7 separate regions of the Mus musculus genome follow, and regions 1, 2, 3, 5, 6 and 7 are each linked to region 4. The links are chromatin contacts, called in public Micro-C and promoter capture Hi-C maps. All regions are on one chromosome and are shown on one strand. Each heading gives the region's core, a stretch centred on a gene start, on an enhancer-like site or on the middle of the called end of the contact. The rest is flanking DNA. Distances are from core to core; before and after follow the strand shown.

Region 1 (3,198 bases), core at 65-2,564, 1.5 Mb before region 4:
CACCGGTGCAGGTCTGGGTGTTTTCTAATTATAAACCACTGGGTAGGAGTGTCCTTAACAACTTCCCTCTGCTCTGAGAGTCCTGTCTAGAAAAGCTTGTCTTAGTCACCGATCTTTTTTTTTTTTTTTTTTTTTTTTTCTCGAGGCAGGGTTTCTCTGTATAGCCCTGGCTGTCTTGGAACTCACTCTGTAGACCAGACTGGCCTCGAACTCAGAAATCTGCCTGTCTCTGCCTCCCAAGTGCTGGGATTAAAGGCGTGTGCCACCATGCCCCACTGTCACCGATCTTTTGTTGTGAGGAGATACCATGACCAAGGCAACTTATAGAAGAAAGGATGTAATTGGGGGCTCATTAGTTTCAGAGAGTCAGTTCATGACCATCATGGTGGGGACCGTGTCAGTAGGCAGGCATTTGTTGGAGCTGTAGATCTTACATCTTATCCACAACCACAAGCCAGAAGGCTGGGGAGACTAGACCTGGCTTGGCTTGGGTTTGTGAAACCTCAAAGCCCGCTCCCAGTGACACACACACACACACACACACACACACACACACACACACACCTACCCCAACAAGGCCACGCCTCCTAGTCCTTCTTAAGCAGTTCATTAACCAGGAAGCAGACGTTCAAATGTATCAGGTAATGGGGTGGGGGTGGGGCATTCTAAGCCAAACAACCACAAGTTGTCTCTTGGGAAAACAAAATAGAGAACATTTTCCATCTCAGCGTTGGGATTACATGCATGATTCCAGTCACTGCTCAAGTGTTTATTGTTTATTCAAGAAATGCTCAGGGTAGAACAGGTTTCCTTACCTAGAGAGGAAAATTGGGACGCCTTGAAAGAGAGATTCTTCTACAACCCTAGCCATGCATTAAGAAAGGGAGACTTAGAAGGGCCTGAGCAAGTGGGGGCCGGAGTGAGAAAGAAAAAAAGGGGGGGGGGGCGGGGAGGCTTAAAACGTGTGATTGACACCAGTGTTCAGGGTCAGAATTTAGGACCGTGCATGGCAATAACCAATGATTGGTAAATATCGTCAGAGTTAAGAATTCGGAGGCAGAGGTCGGAAAGGCTCCGTGAGTTCGAGACCAGCCTGTTCCATACAGCGAGCTCCAGACCTGCCTGGGTTTTATAGAGAGAGCTGTCCGGAAAGACAAAATCCTGCTTCTCCGCAAGTAACCTCAGGGGTCACCATTGGCAGTGTGGCGGACAGGGAAGACTGCGGGGCGGAGAGCTGGAGGAGGAGGGCGGCGCCGAGGGGCCGGGGCCAGGGCTGCGGCTCCGCCGGAAGTGCCCGCCCGCCCGCTCGCCTGAGACGTCCTCGGCAGAGACCGCGCGGACGAGCGGACGGAGCGCCTCGCTGCCCCGCAGGTGAGCTCTCCCGTGGGATGCAGCGCGGCCACCGCCCGCGCCTCTGCTCCCGCTCCTCGCTTCTCTTCTCGGCCGCCGCCTCCTCCCCTCGCCTCCCCCGCTTCTCCGTCCCTCCCTTCCTCGTCATCTCTCTTTCCCTCTCCTCCGACTGTCTTCCCTCTCGTCCTCTCCTCCCTTTCTTTTCTCCTCCTCCTGCCCTCGTCCCGCCCCGGCAGACCCTGCAAAGTGGCCCCTGAGTCCCCCGGGTGCAGGGTCGGTCGCCAGCCACCGGCAGCTGCAGCCGGCTTTCTAGGATGCTTCTTGCCTGGGTGGAACACCCTAACAACTTTTGCTCTGTTCTGGGAGCAGTCGCTGGGATTTTGATACTCTTTTCTGCACTGTATTTAAAACCGTTAGAGGTTACTTTAAGAATGTAAAACAAGATCGGGAAACAGTCCCAGTTTTGAGGAGTTCTTCCTAGCAATTTACGAATAGTGAGGTCGGGAAAGTCTGTGTGTGGGCTAGCCGTTTTCCGCTATCATCTCAACGTGTGCTAATAACTTTTTTTCTGTTTTGACTTTCAAGACTTGAGGCTTTCTTTGTCTGGTTAGGGGGTCTCAGGGCCTTACATTTTTTTTTTCACATACCTAGGAACATTCGTTCTTCAGGAGCGGGAGTGGAGTGACGTGCACACCAGTTTGCTGAGCCGCTTAGCGCAGTGCAATGGCTGAGCGTGTATGAATGGCCATCTCTTGGGTCGCTTGGACAGTTAGTTGTATTTCCGAAGGTGAGGGCTGGAGGCCTGGGAAGCCACAAGCCTTGTCACTGGGCGTCCCAGCTATCGTTAGTCATCTTAGAGAAGCATTCAACCAAGTCCCAGCTACTGGCAAGAGTCCTTTTCCTTTGCAAAGAGAAAACCGTAGTCAGTGTGAAGACTCGTCAGGCACACGCTCCTGAAAGTGTTACTGGACAGTAAATGGAATTCTTAGGAAATGTTAAGAAAATATGTTGGGGTTTTAGGCACCAGTTCTGTCTCTTAAGGAACAATTATTACATTCTGCACATTTTTTTTGCACATTTGTACAATTTTACACATTGAAATGAATGAGTTTTGTACAATATAAAATGAAAGAAATGTTGTTTGCATGGGATCCTGGGGTGGGAGTGGGGGCAGGTGGAGGGTTGGGGTATGATACACTGTGACTTTTTTTTTTTTGGCTGTTAAACCTTGAAATCCATCTGCTTTTTAATTACTGGTGACAAGCCTAGTTACTGGTGGGGGTTGGGAAGGATTCGCATTTGTTTGCTTTCAGGGTTAGGGCACAAAGAGCAGTGAGCTCTTTGTGTTTCCCCGCCACTTCCAGCAGGGAGGGCCTGCCAGTGTCCTGTGAAAGAACCCGAAGTAGTAGAGATGGAACCTAGGAATTGGCCTCTGTGAGTCAGTTGGAGGACAGAGGGAGGGAGCTTGCAGGAAGCCTGGGCCTGCAGAGCAGCCCTGGAAGTCCTGGGATGGTGAGGGGAAGGGAGCAGGGCTTTGGTCTTTTCATGTTTGCCTCTTTCTTCCTTCCTTCCTTCCTTCCTTTCTTTCTTTCTTTCTTTCTTTCTTTCTTTCTTTCTTTCTTTCTCTTTCTTTCTTTCTTTCTTTCTTTCTTTCTTTTTCTTTAAAAAAAATTTTTTTAAAGGTTCGTTTAAGACCTGGCATGAAAAATGCCATCCCATAATTTCATTTTTAAAGCATTTCTAGGTTGGGAAAAGAAAACAATAGAGACAGGCAGAATGGTTCTAACCTGCTCTTTACTCCTGGGGCCTACGTGCGGGGGCGTTCACTCCCCTGCACTCTGAAGGAGC
Region 2 (3,199 bases), core at 601-3,100, 1.7 Mb before region 4:
TGACGCGGCTTTGGCCCATCATAAATATAATGATGCATCGTCAGCTCCCTTTGGACTCGATGAAATGCCACTGTCTGCCTGGCAAACAGATTATTAGTTTGGCTCCGATGAATTTTCAGAACAAAAGACATCTACATAAGAGGCTATCACAAATGTTTTAAGAGTATGTTTCAAGTCACACAGAGCTGCTAAGAACACATGCTTCCCGCTGGTGAAGGTTTGGATTTCAATCAGGTCTCCTTAAGGGCCAAGCTTTGCCATTGGTTTTTCCCCTAGAGTACTTTCTAATGTACCTTCGTCCTTTCTGAAGGGTGTGTGTGTGTCCTTGTGTGTGTGTGTGTCTGTGTGTGGGCATGCAGGTGCTGGTGGAGTCCACTCGTGTCAGATCCCCTAGGAGACCAGTTATAGACAGCTGTGAGCAACCACCTTGGGTGATGGGAAGTGAAATTTGCTCCTCTGTAAAAGTAGCAAATCTTCTCACCCATTCCCTCAGCCCCCTCATTCTCTTAATACGTCTACATTGCTTGGTGGTCAGAGTCTGATACATGGAACTTTTACTGTCAGTGACAGGAACTCTCAAGTTATATTCAGAACAGCTACTAGCTGTGGGACCCTAGAGAAAGATGGCTTTCTGGGAAGGCTTGTCTGGCCTCAGTGGGAGAGGATGTGCCTTATGATACCAGGGTTGGGCAATGAAGTGGGGGGGGGACACCCTCTCAGAGGTGAAAGGAGGGGTCCTGGGGAAAGGAAGGGGGAGGGGGGAACCAGGATGCAGCATTTGGAATGTAAATACTTTTTTTTTTTTCCGAGACAGGGTTTCTCTGTGTAGCCCTGGCTGTCTTGGAACTCACTCTGTAGACCAGGCTAGCCTTGAACTCAGAAATCCCCAAACCCACACAGCAAGAGGAAACTGACAAAACAAGTTGGTTGTAGAATATCAACCATTTAGCTATGTCTCTTTTGCTTTTTAAATTTCAATTGTATTCCTTTCTTCCTGAACTAGTAGGATTGAGTTAGTATTTATTTACAGTTTTAAAGACAGTTTCTTGGAATAGCAAAGGCTGTATGCATTCTTCACTTTAAGACTGTTGGCTAAAGAACCCAATGGATTTAAATTTATACTTTGTAGAGGTAGAAATGAAAACTGCCTTATTTTTTCCAGCACTTCTATTCATTAGTTGCTTGAGGCTTTCAAGGCATGTAGGACACTTTAGATAACAATGAATGTTCAATTAGAAAAAAAAAAAGCAACTCTGTGTTGTTTGCTAAGTTTTTGTTTTTTGTTTTTTTGAGACAGGGTTTCTCTGTGTAGACGTAGCTGTCCTGGAACTCACTCTGTAGACCAGGCTGGCCTCGAACTCAGAAATCTGCCTCCCTCCAAGTGGGATTAAAGGCATGTGCCACCACTCTCCGGCTGTTTGCTAGTTCTTAAAGAAAAAAAAAAGTTGAATCTCTTTCTACCCCCAGGTCGAGCTTAATCCAGAGGTTTAGGCCGCTGAACTTCCTTCAAGGTCGTTCACAAGGCCCTCACTGAAACTTGGAGCCACTCGGAATTATAAAAAGACCCAGCTTCCCGAGCAGCCACAGAGGGGCGTCGGGGGAACCCGAAAGCACTGGGCGACGGATCTCGCAGGTAGCTAGGGAGCAACCCCGGACCTCTGCGCCCGCACCCGCGGCGCGCCCCCGGCGCTGGGAGGAACCTGGGCGGCGCGCGCTTCCGGTGCGCGCTTCCGGCCAGCCGCGGAGCGCGGGGCGGGGACACCGCAGTCTTCCAATCGCGCACAATGAGACGGCGCTGAGCGCCGGAAGTGGGGCTGAAGGAAAACACGGTGAGGAGCCGGGCCCGGACAGGAAGCGGCGGGGGACCGCAGCGGCGCTGGTGAGTGCTCCGGGGCGCCGTCTCGTCGCGTCCCTCCGGGACTCGCCTCCGGGCTGGGCCCGTGGGTTCCCCCCGCCCCCAGAAGCGTATCTGCCCGGCCCCGAGGTACGTTGGCGCCGTCCTTCTCCGGCCGCCTCGGCCCGGCTGTGCGCCCGGAGCCCTCGGGTTCGAGTCCGCGTCTTCACTTTGTGTCGGGGCTCCGGCCCTGGTCCGGGGAACCCCGGAACCCTGTCAATGGCCGGGCGCTTCCTGCTTCCTATTCCCCACGGCGGCTTCGTGGCCAGTAGCGCGGAACCGCCTCCTCCTTCGCCTGGGGACTCCGCTGGTGGAAACTGAGGCACACAGGGGTGGGGCAGCCGAATGGGGAAGGAAAAGGAGTGTCATCCTGCGGAGGATTGTGGTTGGTGACGAAACTGGACTTGTCTGGGGCTGGGGACTGAGAAGTCGGGTAAGTCAGCTGGCGTTGTCCCTTGGTCGGAAGCCTGGACCCTTAGAGCGGTACCTTAGTGGGAAGTGCTGTCCCTTCGCCCAGCGGTCGCGCCGGGTTGAAAAGCGAAGCTTAGAGTGGGGGCTGATCGAAACTGAAATCTGCTCACATAGTTTCGGCTACTTTGATACCTAAAAGTAATTGCCAACTTTAAAAAAAAGAAATAGATTTGGGAGTTTTGTAACAGTGTTGACTTAGGATGTTTACTTTGAAGAGAGGTGCTTTCGTTACATAGAAGTTACTTCTTTAGTTTCTGAGACTATAGAAGTGTCTTCAGATTTAGTCTTTGTATTAAATAAGGACCAGTTTTTATGAACACTGTAACTTCTGGAATGCATTAATTATTAGGAATGTGGTAACAATTTAATTTTTAAATGGGGGAAGATAAAGGCTTCAGGGCACCCGTGTGTTACTTTGAGTATTTGGTATGATATTATTTTACAATTTTGTTTTGTTCCCCCCTCCCCCAATGCCTTCTTTCAGGTACAAAGTAAGAAAGTTGAAGTCAAAGACCATGGGAGATACAGCAAAACCTTACTTTGTGAAGCGCACTAAAGACCGTGGAATTATTGATGATGATGATTTCAGAAGGGGCCATCCCCAACAAGATTATTTAATAATGGATGATTATGCTAAAGGCCATAGCAGTAAAATGGAAAAGGGCCTTCCAAAAAAGAAGATATCACCCGGGAACTATGGGAACACCCCCAGGAAAGGACTGTATGGGGTTTCCAGCAATCCATATGCATTTAAAAACCCAATTTACAGTCAGCCTGCTTGGATGAATGATAACCACAAAGATCAAAATAAAAAATGGCTATCTGATGAACTCG
Region 3 (3,089 bases), core at 120-2,619, 1.6 Mb after region 4:
CAGTGATCTATTCTTGTTCTTGTTCAGAATCAATTCTGCGAGACCTGCACTGGGGTGGCCCTGTGCACATCATACTCTGGGAAAAGCTGTGTGAAGTCACCTGCGGCCTCACCTGCACGGTTCTGTTACTGTTATAGCCCCCTTGGCTTCAAGTGGCATCCAGTGTTGCTCACTGTAATGGGATGTTCTGGGGTGTCTTCAGCCATGAGTCTCTGCTGCATGTGGCTCCACATTGTGTCCTTGGGGCAGCCTGTCACCCTGGCACTGGCAGAACACCGGAAGCAGAGTGCAGTGACAAAGACCAGGCCAGGCTGCAGGGACATACCGTTAGCTCTGACTCACTTGGTCAAAGCCACGGAGCTGAGCCAAAAACAAGGGCTGGGGAAGTGTCCAGGAAGACACAGGCTAGGGTGTGGCTGCAGATGTGGAAGTGTTACAACACAAGTTTCCTACAGCTACTGACTAGGTATGCAAGGGAAGGGGCTTCATGGAAAAGCCTAGTCCTCATCCGATGTTAAGGGTAAGGAGGAGCTGGTAGTTTATATATGAAAATTCTGATTCAGAAAATGTTAATTATAAATAAAAAGTACAGAGGGAATTAGAGAATGTTGCATCCATGTCTCCAACAATTGACAAATTGTTTTGTGGAGTTGCCAGTGACTTTTTTTTTCAGAAACAGAGTATTTTAGAGCTTAGGTCGCCGTGACTCTCCACACAGTTCACCCCTCTCCAGCCTGTGCCGCGTGTGTTTGTATCATTATTACACAGGCAACATTCATGAAGGGCAACACTTTTTGTTTGGAAGATTTAAAGAAACAATATAGTATATGATACATAATTTTAGAAGTGCTTTTTCATTCAATAGTCTATTTAGGATCTAACTTTATTAATATGTATATAGTCTTTATTTAAGCTCTTATACTCCATTGAATGGCCTATTTCATAGTTCGACTATAATTTCATCTACCGGTAGATTCCTTGGGTGTTAATATCCACCATTATAAGCATTTAAAAGCACATGCTCAAAGGAAACAAGCATAATTTATGGAACTGGCAGTGTTATCTATAAATCTTACATAGATGAAATCTAATTGGATGATTGAAAACCCACCCCACCTAAGATGTATGCTGCTCTTGGTGAGAGTTCTCCAGTGTTACTAGTCAGCTCTTTCCTGAAACACGCAGGATCCACAGGAAGAAAGGCCTCCAGCAGACGGTAACAACTATACCACCATTCACCCTCCAGCCCCAACCAAAAGGCATCAATCTGCATCCAGCTTTATCATTCCTGTTAATATTTAGTCAGTATTTCTGATAGCGTTGGCTGCTTCTCCAGATCAAAGGCTTTGGCCGGCCGAGGTCTCAGTGGGATCAGACAGCTCTCCACGGAATGTTACAGTTTAACCCGACTCATCTTGCTTTCTGTGTCTCTTACTAGATCTCGGAGAGACATAAATTACCAGAGAAGATTCACTCATTCCGGGGGTGACCCTGTGTGCATGGAGCAGGTCTAACTAGAGGAAGAAACAAGAAGCAGAACCTAGATGATTCCCACAACAATCCTCATTTCAGCTGCTTTGCTTTCCTCTGGTAAGTCCAACAAGGACGACATTAGAATCCTGGCTAACTTAGGAATTATGTACCCAATTTACCCCTGACTTCAGGCATAGACTTAAAAGTCAATCATAGCAGAATGCAACATGAAATTCTGTATTAACAAGTAAAGGTGGAGTAGGTGGGGATGGTGTAGCGGATGGAGCAGGTGGATTTTTCTGACATCTCTTCCTGATGCTCTGATTCTTCACTCAGGCAATGTAAACTCAGAGCAGGGAGACTTCCAGACAAGCCTTGAGTCCTGGCCTGGAACTTAATCACTAACACCTCCCCCAGCCCCACCTCTCCTCACCAAAACCCCTAGAAGATGAAGAAAGTCTCAAGTGAGACTTAGATGTGGGAAGTTCCTGATGCAGAGGCTGGCTTGGGATGAAGGCAAAGTCCCCTTGGTGCTCCCAGCAGGCAAGACAAAGCTCCCCACGAGATTCCTCAGATGCCAGGACAATGCTGGTTCCGCACGGCTATAACCTGATCATAGCATTCATTTGAAGCTTAGCTCCACATTAGAAGGCTCTAAGACTCACATTCGAAGTTATAGTAATGAATACACTTAATAGCCATATCCTGTAGCTTATCTTCACAGCATATATATTAGTGAAGAGTAAAATGGCTTTAAAGAAAACCAATCATTAAATCAGCAGGCTCTTGCTTTTGCTTCAAAGTGAGAGGCTAAAACTGTCAACTGTACCCCTGTGACTATTAATTCTGGGACTCAGGGATTCAATACGACTAACATTACTTAAGAGAGTAAAGGGTAAGCTGCACTTAAAAGTTTGCACAGCATATAGTGAGAGAGACAGCGCCTCTGACCGTGTTTACTCTTCGGAACCTTCACACAGTCATCTCAGCTCCTGTCCCAGCATCCTCTGGGTCTCACTTCAGGCTAACTGTGGTTCGTCACTTTTGATCCTGTCTCAAATATCCACTTCTATGTTTGCGAAAATAAGATTTAGTTCACGCTGCGTGAAGTGGGCACGTTCAGAGTATGGCTCATTTGTGAGTTGAACATTTGCTTGGATGCCACTCTTAGACCTGATTGTAAACCATTTTGAGGTTCCTGCACAGCTTCCTACGGTTTGTCTGTTTTTTAAGCTGAGCTCCTTTCTTTCGCTTAGCCATAGCGGTCCACAGATCTGGTAGCAAACAAAGGAACATTGAAAAGCACACTATATACCTTGTATTCATGAACAATTTCAAGCAGTGATATAATGGAGGCTCCTACTTATAAATAAGGATTTTATATCCCACAGAATTACATAGCCAGGGGACTATGTTTTATATCTGAATCAGCTATCCATAGGAAAAACTAACCAAAGGAGGTGGGATTAGACCCCAGTGTCCTGGAGAGACATACAGAAGAAACACAGGCTGCCCACGACTCACATTTCTCCTCTGCAGCCCTAGCAGGACCATGGGCTAACATATGTGCCAGCAAATCTTCCAACGAGATCCGGACGTGTGACAGCTATGGCTGT
Region 4 (3,110 bases), core at 595-3,094:
TTCAGTTAGACCGAAGCCCTGACCTGGGTGCTGGGAACTGACCAGAACTCAGGTCCCCTGGAAGCTGCAAGTGCTGTTAACTACTGAGCCATCTCTTCAGTCATGTAGTTCATTTTAAAATGGAAAAACCAACCAACCAACCCACATTTCTCTTGTATGCACTGGCTGGTTATGTGTATCAACTTGACAGAAGGTAGAGTCATCAGAGAGAACAGGACTTCAGTTGAGGAAATGCCATGAGATTCAGCTGGAGGGCATTTTCTCAATTGGTGATCAGTGGGGCAGGGCCTAGCTCATTGTGGGTGGTGAGGGCCATCCTTTATGATCCTGTGTGCTATACTAAAGCAGTCGGAGAAGCAAGCCCTGTGAAGCTAGAAGCTAGCAAGCAGCACCCCTCCACAGCCTCTATCAGCTCTTGCCTCCAGGTTCCAGTCCTGTTTGAGTTCCTGTCCTGACTTCCTCCAGTGATGGACTATGATCTGGAAATGTAAACCAAATAAGGCCGTTCCTTCCCAGCTTGCCTTATTTCTACAACCCTAAGACACTGTAGAAATTGAGATCTTATCCGTGAACACTAAGCACAGTCCCTGACAGTTTTTTTTTAAAATCTAGTTATATGGATAAAGTTGGCAAAATGGCTGTTCATATTCACGAAGCTGGCAGCCCAGTAGAAGCTGCTGGCTGCAGGTCACAGGGGTGCACCAGATGAGGGAGATGAGAAGTAACGGGACAGAATGGGGATAGGACGTGTCGGGGGACACTGCTCCAACTCTAGTTAAGTCCCCTGGGTTTAATTCCCAAACCACAGTTGGGATGGCGGTGAGAAGGCAATAAAAATAGGAAATCTCATAGGGCATGCTTATAATCTAGTGCTTGGGAGTTCGAGGTCAGCCTGGCTCAAGGCTAGCAGTGTAAGGATGGGGCCGAATAAATCCTGCGTGGCTCGCAAGGAACATGTCCGCAGGAGCTCGCTGCTGAGTTCACAGGGCGGAGCATCGCCAGCGGCTACCGCAGGCCTGGCTCGGGCCTGGTCTGGGTTACCCGGTCTCAAGGGCTTTGGTGGTGTTCCCTCTCATGGGCTTGCTTCGGCGGGCAGAGTGGCACGGGGCAAGAGTCGCATTGGATTAATGGAGCCACCAGCCCACCGTAAACGGCCAATAACCGCCTTGGGGTCAGGCCGAGGCCCTCCATCTTTGTGCCGCCCCTAGGGGAGCCGACGCCGGGTGCGGGCCGGCCCCCAACAGTCAAGTTTTTAAAAAGTCCGCGCGGGGGCCACCCGGGCTGATCCGTTGGGAACGGCCAGAATTCCCGCGAGGACGAAGCGTGCGGGCGACAGAGGGTTCCGCACGGGAGGCGCCGGGCCAGTGCTCGAGAGGAGCGCGCCCGTCCCGCGGCAGCGGAAAACGGAAGTGGGTCTGAGGAGCAGCCGCTGATTGGCCGGCAGGTCACGTCCCTCAAGGGGCTGGCGCGAACGCCACTGCGGAGCTGGGCCTGGGCATCCGGCGAGGGGAGGGAGGGAGGGACGACTGCGGGAACAGCCGCGCGGTCGCCAGGAAACGCTCCACGGAGACGCGCGGAGGGCTCTGGCGGGCGGTCTCCCGGGCCCCGCGGCCCCGCGGCCCCGCGTCGAGTGCGAGCGCGGAGGCGGAAGGAGCGGCGGTCGCCGAGGAGCCCCAGGCCCGGACCGGGGTGGTGGGGAAACCGCGGAGGGCGGGGAGGCCGCGACCGAGAGCGGCGCTGCGGCGCGGTGGGCGGGACCAAGGCGAGCGGCCAGGCGATTGGCCGGCGTCCCGGCGTCGCTTGTGACGCACCGCGCGGGGAGGGTGCGCGCGCCTTCAGCGGCCTCTTTGTGTGGTGTCCCGATAGGGGAGCGGAGGTGGCGGCCGCGGCGGCCCCGGTCGGGTTCCAGCGTCCTCGGCTCGCCCTCGGGCCGGCAGCGCGCCCCTTCCCTCCCCCTCCCGCCCCTTCCCCGCCGGCGGTGGCGGCGGCGGCCGGGCCCGGGCTCGGACGAGGCCTCGGCGACCGCTAACGGGCGACGGCGACGCGGCGGAGCGCGCAGGGCGGGGGCAGGGCCCGGGCGGCCGACATGGAGAACTCGCAGCTCTGTAAGCTGTTCATCGGCGGCCTCAATGTGCAGACGAGTGAGTCGGGGCTGCGCGGCCACTTCGAGGCCTTCGGGACGCTGACGGACTGCGTGGTGGTGGTGAACCCCCAGACGAAGCGCTCCCGCTGCTTCGGCTTCGTGACCTACTCGAACGTGGAGGAGGCGGATGCCGCCATGGCCGCGTCGCCGCACGCGGTGGACGGCAACACGGTGGAGCTGAAGCGCGCCGTGTCGCGGGAGGATTCGGCGCGGCCCGGGGCGCACGCCAAGGTGAAGAAGCTGTTCGTGGGCGGCCTCAAGGGCGACGTGGCGGAGGGCGACCTGATCGAGCACTTCTCGCAGTTCGGCGCGGTGGAGAAGGCGGAGATCATTGCCGACAAGCAGTCGGGCAAGAAGCGCGGCTTCGGCTTCGTCTACTTCCAGAGCCACGACGCGGCCGACAAGGCCGCGGTGGTCAAGTTCCACCCGATCCAGGGCCACCGCGTGGAGGTGAAGAAGGCGGTGCCCAAGGAGGATATCCACGCGGGCGGCGGGGGTGCGCGGGCGGCCCGGGGCGGGCGCGGCGGAGGCCGGGGCCGCGGCGGCGGAGGCGGCGGCGGCGGCCGAGACCAGAACGGGCTGGCCAAGGGCGGCGGTGGCGGCGGCGGCGGCTACAACAGCTACGGCGGCTACGGGGGCTACGGCGCCTACGGGGGCGGTGGCGGCGGCGGCGGCTCATACGGCGGCAGCGACTACGGCAACGGCTTCGGCGGCTTCGGCAGCTACAGCCAGCACCAGTCCTCGTACGGGCCGATGAAGAGCGGCGGAGGCGGCGGCGGCGGCGGCAGCTGGGGCGGCCGCAGCAACAGTGGACCGTACAGAGGCGGCTACGGCGGCGGCTACGGCGGAGGCTCGTTCTAGAAGCCGGGTTCCGGATGCCGGCGGCGGGCGCGGCCATCGTCGCCCTCCGCGCCCGCCCCAGGTGCCCTCGGGGGAAGCCGCTCACCCTGGGGGGCACGACACCCCC
Region 5 (3,017 bases), core at 119-2,618, 2.0 Mb after region 4:
CGTTCCATGGCTTGCTTGCTCCCTCTACTCCCTCAGGCCTTTCCAGAAATGTTTCTTTCTTACTGAAACTCGCTCTTTTTAAAAGGTTAGATGGACTTACTTTATTCTGTGTGTTTGAGTGTTTTGCCTACTTGTGTGTATGTGCACCCCGTGGTGCCTGATATTCATGGATGTCAGAAGAGTGCACTGGAGCCCCCCCCCCCCCCCCAGTGGAGTTATCAGGACCACACAAATGAATCCTGGGAACAGAATCCTGGCCCTCTGCAAGAGCACGAAGTGCTGTTATACACGGAGCCATCCATCTCTTCAGCCTCAAGACTACCAAATACACCCCTGCTTACCTTTCCTAGGATTTTTTTTTCCTACCTTGTTTCCTCTGAGAATTTATACTCTGTAATGTGTGATTCCTTTGTCTCTTGCCTTTCTTTTCCCACCAGACTGTAAGCTCCAGGAAAGCGGGATGGGGGTAGGGTGGAGTGGGGTGGGGTGGGAGTTGCCAGTTCTGTTCACCATTTCACAACTACACTCAAGTTTATGCATGGTGTGCAGAATGTCCCAGATATTTACTTGAAATAATGAATGCATGGGCCAGGGGCTTTAGACAATGCTTTTTGTGTCTATAAAATGCGCTAGGGTTGGAGAGATGGCCCAGCTGTTAAAGGGTCACAAACCAAAAACCTGCTAATATTCTAGTGTAGCCTGGGCCTGAAGGAGAGTCTTTAGTTTTGTGGATAGATGTTGCTGCCCTTTCTCTGGCTGACACCCACCCCACCACCTTAATATGTAATAAAAGTATCAACTGTTTAAATCAGTAAGTCTCCACTTGGAGCCAGTAGTCAACAAACGTTTGCTTGGTGGAGGTAGCTAACCGATTCCACGAGCAAAGCAAGACCAGACTTTGAGGCCAGCTCTGTAGAATCCCACTGATCAAGGGAGTTGAGCTACGGTAGCTGATCTTGGGGCACACAGCTGCCTTGTATTTAAAAAGTCAGGAGGCTGGATTGAGGCGCGGAGTTGGTGCTGACCGGGCAGAAGAAGATCCCTGGTCACAGCAATTGTTCTACCCTCCCTCTTTGTGGACGAGGCTACTGGGGACAAGGGGACACCAGACACACAGTAGGTGCTCACAGCAGACGCTTGCAGAGCCGCGCTACCTACAGGCACCTTTCTGAGGCCGGACCCCTGCAGCTCCCGCGCGCAGACCGATGCCTGGGGGCGGGGGGGGGGGGCGGCGCAGAGCACCAAGGCCTGGGTACAACCGAGGCTGGCGTCGTTGGCGTCCGCGGCCCGAGGCAGGCCGGGGTCAAGGCCGGGGCGCCGAGTGGCGCGGGGAGGGGTGGCCGGACGCGCGAGGCCGGGAAGGGATGTGACGAGCGGCGCGCTGTGCATTGTGGGAATCCCGGGGCCGCCGCGAGTGGTTCCAGTTCACTGGTTCCAGCGGAGCCGGGCGGAGGGCGCGAGCGCGGGACGCGCGGGCGGGAAGCGAGGAGGCGTGGGCGGCCAGGCAGGAGTGCGGAGCGGACCGGCGCAAGCGGCCGACCGGCCTCGGGCCCCTCACCGTGCAGCCGCCCGGTAAGTGCCGCGCGGGCCTCGGAGCCGCAGGCTGCCGGTCCGCCCCGTCTGGGCCCCGCGCGCCCGACTGCTGCCGCGCGCGGGGCACTGCCTGGCGCCCGGGAAGCTCCGGCGGTTACCCTCGGACCTCGGGCCGCCCGGAGTCCGCCAAGGCCCTGCCCGGGGCAGCGTGCGGGTCCGGATGGTTTTGTTCGGAAAGCAAACCCGGAAACCAACTTCGCTCGGAGACGCACCCCTACCCCCGCCGGGGCGCTTTGTGGGCAAGGGGCTGATCGGGTCTCCCCCTCTGCCCGGGAGGGAGAGCCAGGGATGGCGTGGGCCCGAGGGCACCGAGGCCCGGAGGCCGTGACCAGCCGTTCCGCCCGGGCCCGGAGCTGCTGTGCTCAGAGTTTACTTGCTCGTGCGCCGCCGGCCCGCGCGTGCCCTCCCGGGCACAATAAAGTGGGGCGCGAGCCACAGGCCGTTGTGAGGCCGGCTGGTGGGGCACCCGCCGCGAGGCCTGAGCAGGCGAGGCCTGGGGACCACTCGCGGACGGAATCCCAGGCCGGGGCGGGCTGGAGAGGAGCTATGGAAGCCCCGCGGCTCTCGCTCGCCTTTTGTTTGCTTTGTGCTGGGGAGGTGTTATTTTTAAGGTGACTCTGGAAGACTGGAGGCTCCCCGCGCGCAGAGGGACAGCTGAGAGTCTCTGGGGGTGGGGTGAGTAGAGATGGGAGGCGCGGGATGCTGCTGACGGTGTCACCTGACAACAGGTGTGCAAGATGCTGAGCCCAGCGCCCACTCCTGCAGAGACCACCGATATCTCACTGCTGGGCAGAAGATTGCTTGAAAGAGTCTTTGAAGAAATGCAGGGGAAAGTGTTTTCTAGGTTTGACGGTGTAACTTTTGAACAAGCAGTTGAGGCAGATCTCGTCTCCAACAATTACAATCATTATGAAGTCTTTGTAAGATTTTAACGATCTAATAAAACAGCTTAGAAGAATAGACAATTAGAGGGGTTCTCCTCTTCGGTTTCCCTCTTGCTGACACCTCTGTGGTTTGAGGTTTTACTGTTAAAAGAGAGGAAGTGTTTTGTTTGTAGACACTGCAGCATGGAGTCCCAGTTTTGAAAGTCTGTGCTGGAGTGGAAGACAAAAGTCCAAACCCAACTAAATTTCCTGTAGGTTCACCTTAAGGTGTGCAGTCAAAGTTGCGGTTAGTTCTGAAATGGACACCCTCATACTCGCTACTGGAGTTACTACAGCTTGTCCACAATTGACCAATTGAGCAACAGCAACTGGGCTTACACACAACCTCTGACTCGATCAACCTTTTCAACTTGTGGGGATTTTTTCCCCTTAAGGATGAGGAGTCTCCCGAGATTTTAAACTTTCCCTCTTTCTCATTTTGCTACGAGCTAGGTCATAGTTTTCACCAGGAAGGGAGAGCTCACACTGTATCACACTGAG
Region 6 (3,180 bases), core at 450-2,949, 1.7 Mb after region 4:
AAGTAGCTCAGAGTCAGCTGCAGACAGGCACCTCCCTGTTCACCCTTACCACCTACCTGAAATCAGGGGTGCAAAGTAAAAGGGAGGGTACTAAGGCAGTAGTTTCCGAAGCTTGGAAAGTCTGCTGAGCTTCAAACAAATGTGGAGGATATTGTAGTGAAATTTTGTTGCACAGTGTCATTAAGAAAGACAACTGCTATAGGCAAGTTTGGGGGTTCAAGGACTTTCAAGGACTTTCAAGGCCCTAGGCAAACCCTTGGTGCCCTGTTGCCTGGATTAGAGTCCTAGTGCCTGCAGATGCTCACCTTAGGAAAGTCACCAATTTCTTCTATATTTCCATTTCCTATCTGCTGAATAAGGCTGTAAAGGCACCTACTTCGTTGGGGTTGCTATGTAATGAGAGAAATACGCATAAGCGGAGCAAAGGGCACGGGATGCAGGATTCAATACACAATAGCCAAGAAAAGCAAATGTAGAGGACAGTGGCTGTTCTGAGAGGCAGGGGCACAACTGTGACTCACGGGGAAGATGAGGCATAAAAATACTCTGCAGCTTAGAGGGGTGTTTTACCTCTTGATGGAGTTACTAAAAATCATCAAATCATACACTTGAGCTGGAGGCATTTTTTAATGGAGAATACAAACCTTGGAAGACACAGCACAGGTACTTCAGCCTACCTGGAACCTGCTAAGCATCCTGTCCATGGGTTGCAGGTGACTGGCTATGAGACCGGCTTTGCAGGGAGCCTGAGGCAGAGACTCAGGCTCTCAGCCTCTGACTTGACAGAGAGAGACCTCAGGACACAGCAAGCTCCAGCTGGACTTTATTCAGAAACTTTACTTTTGTTAACTACTCCGGCTTGGTGGTGAACCTAGCAACAGCTGAGGGGTTGGGGTGGGGTACCAAAAAGTTCAGAAGAGCTAAAGATGGGGGTGCTGAAGGCGGCCAAACCAGAGGGATTCCTCTCAGCTGTAGTGTCGCGAGCCACTACACCACAGCGCTCGACTTCCTACCCTGCGGGCTCCGCTCCCTTCAGGATCAATGCCCTTAAGACAACCTGATCTTGAAGTCCAAGTTCTTGGCCGCCCTGAGACCCGGATTTCAGCTGCCAAACCAAGCGCTAACCCAAGCGCTAGTAACTTGGAGATGTCACCAACTCAGGTATGCCCCCGGTCACTGAAGGGTGTGCGCATATTTGGGTGACTCCATTGGTTGTCTGCCCTGACCAGCGGTTTAATCATTATGGGACCCGAGTTACGTTGGAGCCTAAGTTGAGGCAAATCAGAAGCTCGAGAAAATCGATGTGACTCTTAAAGAGCTTGGCTTCACAAATTAGGAGGGAACTCAGGACCAGCCAAGCGGACTGGGCTAGGGACACCCGGTGCTACAGGCGTAGCTCACTCCTGGATGGGCAATGCAAAGCACTGAGCACACTGGGTGCGAACAGCTGGCTTGGCGCCGCCGGGCAGTTTGCCCTGTGGTGCGGGGGTGGGGGTGGTCTTTCGCAAGCAAACTCACCTCCGATCCAGCCTGCCACAAAGTCTTCCAGCTGGAAGCTGCCCATGACCGACACGGCGTGCGCCTCGCCCTCCCGCAGCCGGCGCTACACGCGCTCAGTGTGTGTCGGGCATGGCCCCACCGGATCAGGAACACAGCAGAGGCGCGACTCCGTCACCCTGCAAGTTCTTCTCTAAACTCCGAGTTCCAGCCACCCGCGCTCGGGCTGTCAGCGAATGAGGGCGGGTGGCTGACAACCCGCCCCCAAAAGACCTTAAAGGCACAGCACTTCGACAAGGTGTGATCCAGGAGGCGGGGCCCCAGTCTCTTAGGGGAATTCCTTTGGTTCTTCTTGACACTACTCTCTCCCCAACAGTACAGCTTCTGAGTCTTCAGGTGGAAGCGCCAGCCAGAGGAACCGGTCCCTGTTTAACAGTTTGCAAAGTTCATCAAAAGACGGAAAGAGGGACGGACGCTTTACAACCACCAAATGTTGCCTGCAATAGAACTCACCTGGAAGACTCACCTGTGTTAAAGCAAACAGTCCTGCACTTACTAACGGAAGGTTTGGTGTTGCAGTAAATCTCCTCCCAAATATGCCCGGGCAATGAAAACATGACTCAGTTAATATGAATACATGCTGTGCGCCTAGATTGGGCAGATCTACCACTCCACTACCATCTTCCACAGTTTATGAGACCCCTTAGAACTTGAGGTTTCTCCAGGCCATGTGCTTCTGCTCTTCACCTTCCATTTTCTCCTCCTTCTCTCTCCTCATCTTCCACTCCACCTTCCCTTTTATCTGCCCAATCAGCAGCTCGCCTTTATTTTACAAATTAAGGTGGGAAGCAGGTTTACAGGAAACCACCTGAGTGCTGGCTGACTCATTCCTTGTTCCCATCCACTCACAGGAGACCAGAATTAATATCAAATATAATTATCCCCAGGGCTATCCACAACAGTTTGGGGAGATGGGTTAGTGGAAAGTTCACCTGCTGTGCACGCATGAGGACCTGAGTTTGGGGTCCCAGAGCCCATACAAATGCCTGACATGGTTGGGTGCCTGGAACTTCAGAGTTGAGTGGGGGGGGGGGGGTCCTCATAGACAGGAGGAGCACTTGACAGCTTAGTGGGAAACAGCATAGGAGACTTAAGGTTCTCCACACATACACACACACACACACACACTGTCTCTCTCATATGCACATACATGCGTGCACACACATATACACTCACATGCACACACATACATAGATATACCTGTACACAACTCACACAGGTGTGCATGCACACATATAAATATATACACACAAGCACATACATGTGTGCACACACATATATATGCATGCAAACACATACATGCACATACATACACATGTGTGCATGCATACATGTACATACATATACATAAGCACACATACACATTCACAGCACACATACATACACATGCATGCACATACACACATTGAGCCACTGCTGCTCCATCCCCCTCCTGAGATGACACTTGGTGGGGGTTAGTGTCGCTCTGTGCTGACCTGGCAAGGTAATTCCTGTCAACTGTGGCCCTTCCTCTAGCCACGCCCTCTCAGAGCCCTGTGCTCAGAGAACCTGGTGGTGCAAAGTCTCTTTCAGGCATAGCTGGGGGTTTCAGTGGCAGGAGATCCCCCACCAGATTTTGGCTCA
Region 7 (2,870 bases), core at 70-2,569, 1.6 Mb before region 4:
GCTCGCAGCCATGGCCAAGTCAAAGCTTCCTCTGCAAGCGATCGCAGGGCCAGGGCCGATGCCCTGTTCTGTTCTAAAACAGCGGAAACTCAGAATCCAGTTTTTACAGCAGGAGTTCTGAACACCCGATCTTCACCTTCTAACAGTCTCTTGCTCACTGTGAACTGCTTTGGCAAGCTTCCTGGTAAAAGATGTAAAAGATGTGTTTTCAGTGTACAGAGAAACCCTGTCTCGAAAAACCAAAAAAAAAAAAAAAAATCAGTCTGTTTTTCTTTTGCTTCAAAGGTGGCTTCTATCTTAAGGAGAGGATATCTTCCCAAGTGGAACAAAATCCTTGCAAGAGAGAGATCAATGACCGAGTGGGGTTCACAGTTTTCAGACACTAAAAATAGAGTTGAAAACATGGTGTGCCCACTCTTTGTAAAGCTATGAAGAAAGGGTCAGAACATTTTCTTAGCTCCTGGGCAGGTCTAGGCAGAATGTACAATGTCTGTCTTACTCTGTCAGTGTTCCAGCATGGCAAAGTCCCCATTTCGGACGGGGAAACTGCCCCTTCTAGTCAGACCAGTGAGATCGCACTGGAAAAGAAAACACTTGTTCTTTCCGTCTAGACCTGAGGCCGAATCCATTTCCCTCCCTCGGCCTTCCTGGAACCATAAGGGGGCGATCAGGGGTAGCAAACCCCTCAGTACTCCCCACGCCCACCCAGTTCCCGCACGGGGCCAGCTGCTGCTCCGAGATAAAGGAGCTCCCGTTCTTACGTCATCACGGGCCGCGAAGGAAGCCGAGGCGTGGTGACAGGCGCACAGCTAATCAAATGGGACCGGCTAGCAGGAAAGGCTAGCCAAATGTGCACGGGGCCCGGGATCGGGACTCAAGAACCGATGCTAACGTAGCGCCCAGGGCGCTCGCTCTCAGAGGCTCGGATAGAGCCACCATGCCCGTGCTTCCATGCGAGGCTGGTAGCTACGTACGTGCTCAGTTTTCTTGACACAAACTGCTACACAAGAGTGACATTTCAATAACTGGAAACCTGTCGTATGGTGTCTACCCGCTTGCTTTACTATCGAAGCAGCTCCAGAGTCACAGAGCCGTGTCCCCACTTCCGGGGGGTCTGTCGTTAGTGTACGCCATACGGAAGGAGCCATCCCACTTCCGCTAGCGCAGTGACCGCGAAGCCCGCAAGGTCACAGGTCACCTCCCTTGCCTCGTCAGTGATGACGGCCAATCGGCCCGGCCCGTCACTCACCCGGACTGTCCAATGGTGGAGCGGGACGGGCGACGGGAGGCGGGGCCTGTGGCGCCTGCGCAGGAGCTTGTGGCGTCAAAGTGCCCGCCGTGTCCATGGAGAGAAGTTGAGTCCCCACGCTCCAGCCGGAGGCTGCGGGTGCCGCGACGTGGACATGTCGGCGTCGTTGGTCCGCGCCACCGTGCGGGCTGTGAGCAAGAGAAAACTGCAGCCCACGCGGGCGGCCCTCACACTGGTGAGTCACCTCGGCGTCCGCAGGGAGGTGGTGGCGGCGGCGGCCCGGGGTGCAGAGCGAGCCTGGACGCGGACTAGGGTCTCCCGGCGGGCCGCGCGCGGAGCTCGATGGGGCGGACGGGCTGTGTGCGCTGCCACCGGGCGGCCGGGGCGGAGGACGGCAGTTTGCCGCCGAGGTCACGGCGTTCCCGGAGAAAGGTCACACAGGGAACGCCGCGGCTCCGCATAACCTCCCAGGAGGCGTCAGCCCCAGAGGATCGGGACAGCGTGAGACCGGGATTCATTCGGTCCAGACGCCACCGCGGAATCCGCTCCACCCAGAGTCCTAAGAGGGGCTCTTGCCAATAGTTAGTTGAAGCAAAATAGAAGGGAGTCGTGAACAAGTGAGATAATCTGTTTATAGGATAGGTCATTGTTTGGCCCTTCAGTTTGCCCCAGTAATCACACTGCATTCTGTGTTGCTTTTCCCTCCGGGACCAGCTAGTTTTCGTCACCGCAGGTATGTCATGGATTCTAGGATTGTGCAAACTATGCTCATCTTACTGAGAATAGAGTAGAATCCTCCTACAAGTAATAAATTCCAGAAAAGTCGAGCACAGGATAGGTGGTGGTTGTTATTGTCGTTGTTTGCTTGCTTAGTTTTGTTTTGTTTTTTTTTTTAATCACCATTTGGCCTATTGCATGTTACTTGGGAAATTTCGACCCGCCCCTTCTCACACCCCCCCTCTGCCCCCGTTTCTACCTCATAAGCATACATTATCATGATCCGCTGTTTTTCATGAGAAGAAATAATTGAGTTGCCTGGCTCGCACCCTCCGTAGGCCATTCCTTCCAGGAGTAACATCTCATTTGCACAGTCCTGGCCTGTGTCGTGCTTTGTAATCTTCTGTTTCGTTATGTATAGTAGATCTCAATTCACACCCTCTGCCGCGCTGCCTAGCTCAGCTGTAGAGTCTGTGGTGTTAGGCTTGGTCCTAGAATCACCTTTCCCTGATTTTCATAGGCACAGCTGTTGGCAGGCGTCGTGGTTCGTACTTGTTTTTCAAGTGTCTGGTAAACATTTTGAACCCCAGCACATAGCAAATGCAAAAGCAACGAGGTGACCAACGGCCTAAAGTGTGAGAGAGAGATAACTAGCAAACAAGAGTAATATGAGTTAGGTATTGCTTGGCCGGTACATCAGCCTGACAGCAGGGAGTCTGACATTCTGCAACATCTACTAGAAGTCAGCCATGGCCAGGAAAGGTGTGACATAAAACATAAACACTAGCTATCTGTTAGCTGATGCCAGTCGTGGACAGAATGGATGGGCTGGCACATTGGGCTGTGTGTATTTTTAGTCAGGGTTTCTAGAACTTATGGATAGTCTATATAGTAAAGGGATTTG

Evidence for each region. Promoter capture Hi-C pulls out the DNA fragments that hold promoters and counts their contacts. A called contact is a pair of places that touch in the nucleus more often than the background predicts.
Region 1: a contact with region 4 is called in a promoter capture Hi-C map of pre-B cells. The contact joins the promoter of Golm1 here to the promoter of Hnrnpa0 in region 4. A contact is called at or near these places in 4 of 39 promoter capture datasets (the HPC-7 cell line, cranial neural crest, liver and 1 more) and 1 of 9 other capture datasets (liver).
Region 2: a contact with region 4 is called in a promoter capture Hi-C map of pre-B cells. The contact joins the promoter of Tut7 here to the promoter of Hnrnpa0 in region 4. A contact is called at or near these places in 6 of 39 promoter capture datasets (the 3T3-L1 cell line, the C10 cell line, hematopoietic stem and progenitor cells and 2 more), 3 of 484 Hi-C or Micro-C datasets (CD8 T cells, the G1E-ER4 cell line and pre-B cells), 5 of 115 datasets of contacts at active chromatin or transcription factors (epiblast stem cells, large pre-B cells, microglia and 2 more) and 1 of 9 other capture datasets (liver).
Region 3: a contact with region 4 is called in a promoter capture Hi-C map of the 3T3-L1 cell line, with 3 times the contacts expected there. The contact joins the promoter of Lect2 here to the promoter of Hnrnpa0 in region 4. A contact is called at or near these places in 3 of 39 promoter capture datasets (the 3T3-L1 cell line and liver) and 1 of 115 datasets of contacts at active chromatin or transcription factors (pancreatic cancer cells).
Region 5: a Micro-C map of the G1E-ER4 cell line shows a contact between it and region 4. The contact joins the promoter of Macroh2a1 here to the promoter of Hnrnpa0 in region 4. A contact is called at or near these places in 1 of 39 promoter capture datasets (liver), 1 of 484 Hi-C or Micro-C datasets (the G1E-ER4 cell line) and 2 of 115 datasets of contacts at active chromatin or transcription factors (embryonic stem cells and pancreatic cancer cells).
Region 6: a promoter capture Hi-C map of liver shows a contact between it and region 4, with 3 times the contacts expected there. The contact joins the promoter of Slc25a48 here to the promoter of Hnrnpa0 in region 4. A contact is called at or near these places in 1 of 39 promoter capture datasets (liver), 1 of 484 Hi-C or Micro-C datasets (liver) and 1 of 115 datasets of contacts at active chromatin or transcription factors (pancreatic cancer cells).
Region 7: a promoter capture Hi-C map of pre-B cells shows a contact between it and region 4. The contact joins the promoter of Isca1 here to the promoter of Hnrnpa0 in region 4. A contact is called at or near these places in 10 of 39 promoter capture datasets (3T3-L1-derived adipocytes, the C10 cell line, cranial neural crest and 5 more), 1 of 484 Hi-C or Micro-C datasets (pre-B cells), 5 of 115 datasets of contacts at active chromatin or transcription factors (double positive thymocytes, embryonic stem cells, large pre-B cells and 2 more) and 1 of 9 other capture datasets (adipose tissue).

What each region holds. Positions count from the first base shown.
Region 1 is chr13:59,673,900-59,677,097 of GRCm38.p6, reverse strand. It overlaps Golm1 (golgi membrane protein 1), which reads left to right and starts at 1,314. Exons shown (of 10, transcript NM_001035122.2): 1 at 1,314-1,371.
Region 2 is chr13:59,821,761-59,824,959 of GRCm38.p6, reverse strand. Tut7 (terminal uridylyl transferase 7) reads left to right here and starts at 1,850. Exons shown (of 27, transcript NM_001373962.1): 1 at 1,850-2,327; 2 at 2,850-3,199. The coding sequence starts at 2,881.
Region 3 is chr13:56,546,818-56,549,906 of GRCm38.p6, reverse strand. Lect2 (leukocyte cell-derived chemotaxin 2) reads left to right here and starts at 1,369. Exons shown (of 4, transcript NM_010702.2): 1 at 1,369-1,590; 2 at 3,013-3,089. The coding sequence starts at 1,545.
Region 4 is chr13:58,127,290-58,130,399 of GRCm38.p6, reverse strand. Hnrnpa0 (heterogeneous nuclear ribonucleoprotein A0) reads left to right here and starts at 1,844. Exons shown (of 1, transcript NM_029872.1): 1 at 1,844-3,110. The coding sequence starts at 2,087. The coding sequence ends at 3,004.
Region 5 is chr13:56,133,901-56,136,917 of GRCm38.p6, reverse strand. Macroh2a1 (macroH2A.1 histone) reads left to right here and starts at 1,368. Exons shown (of 9, transcript NM_001159513.1): 1 at 1,368-1,572.
Region 6 is chr13:56,436,874-56,440,053 of GRCm38.p6, reverse strand. Slc25a48 (solute carrier family 25, member 48) reads right to left here and starts at 1,699. Exons shown (of 8, transcript NM_177809.4): 1 at 1,519-1,699. The coding sequence starts at 1,564.
Region 7 is chr13:59,768,238-59,771,107 of GRCm38.p6, reverse strand. It overlaps Isca1 (iron-sulfur cluster assembly 1), which reads left to right and starts at 1,319. Exons shown (of 4, transcript NM_026921.4): 1 at 1,319-1,484. The coding sequence starts at 1,404. It overlaps Etohd2 (ethanol decreased 2), which reads right to left and starts at 1,142. Exons shown (of 2, transcript NR_015349.3): 1 at 762-1,142; 2 at 1-181.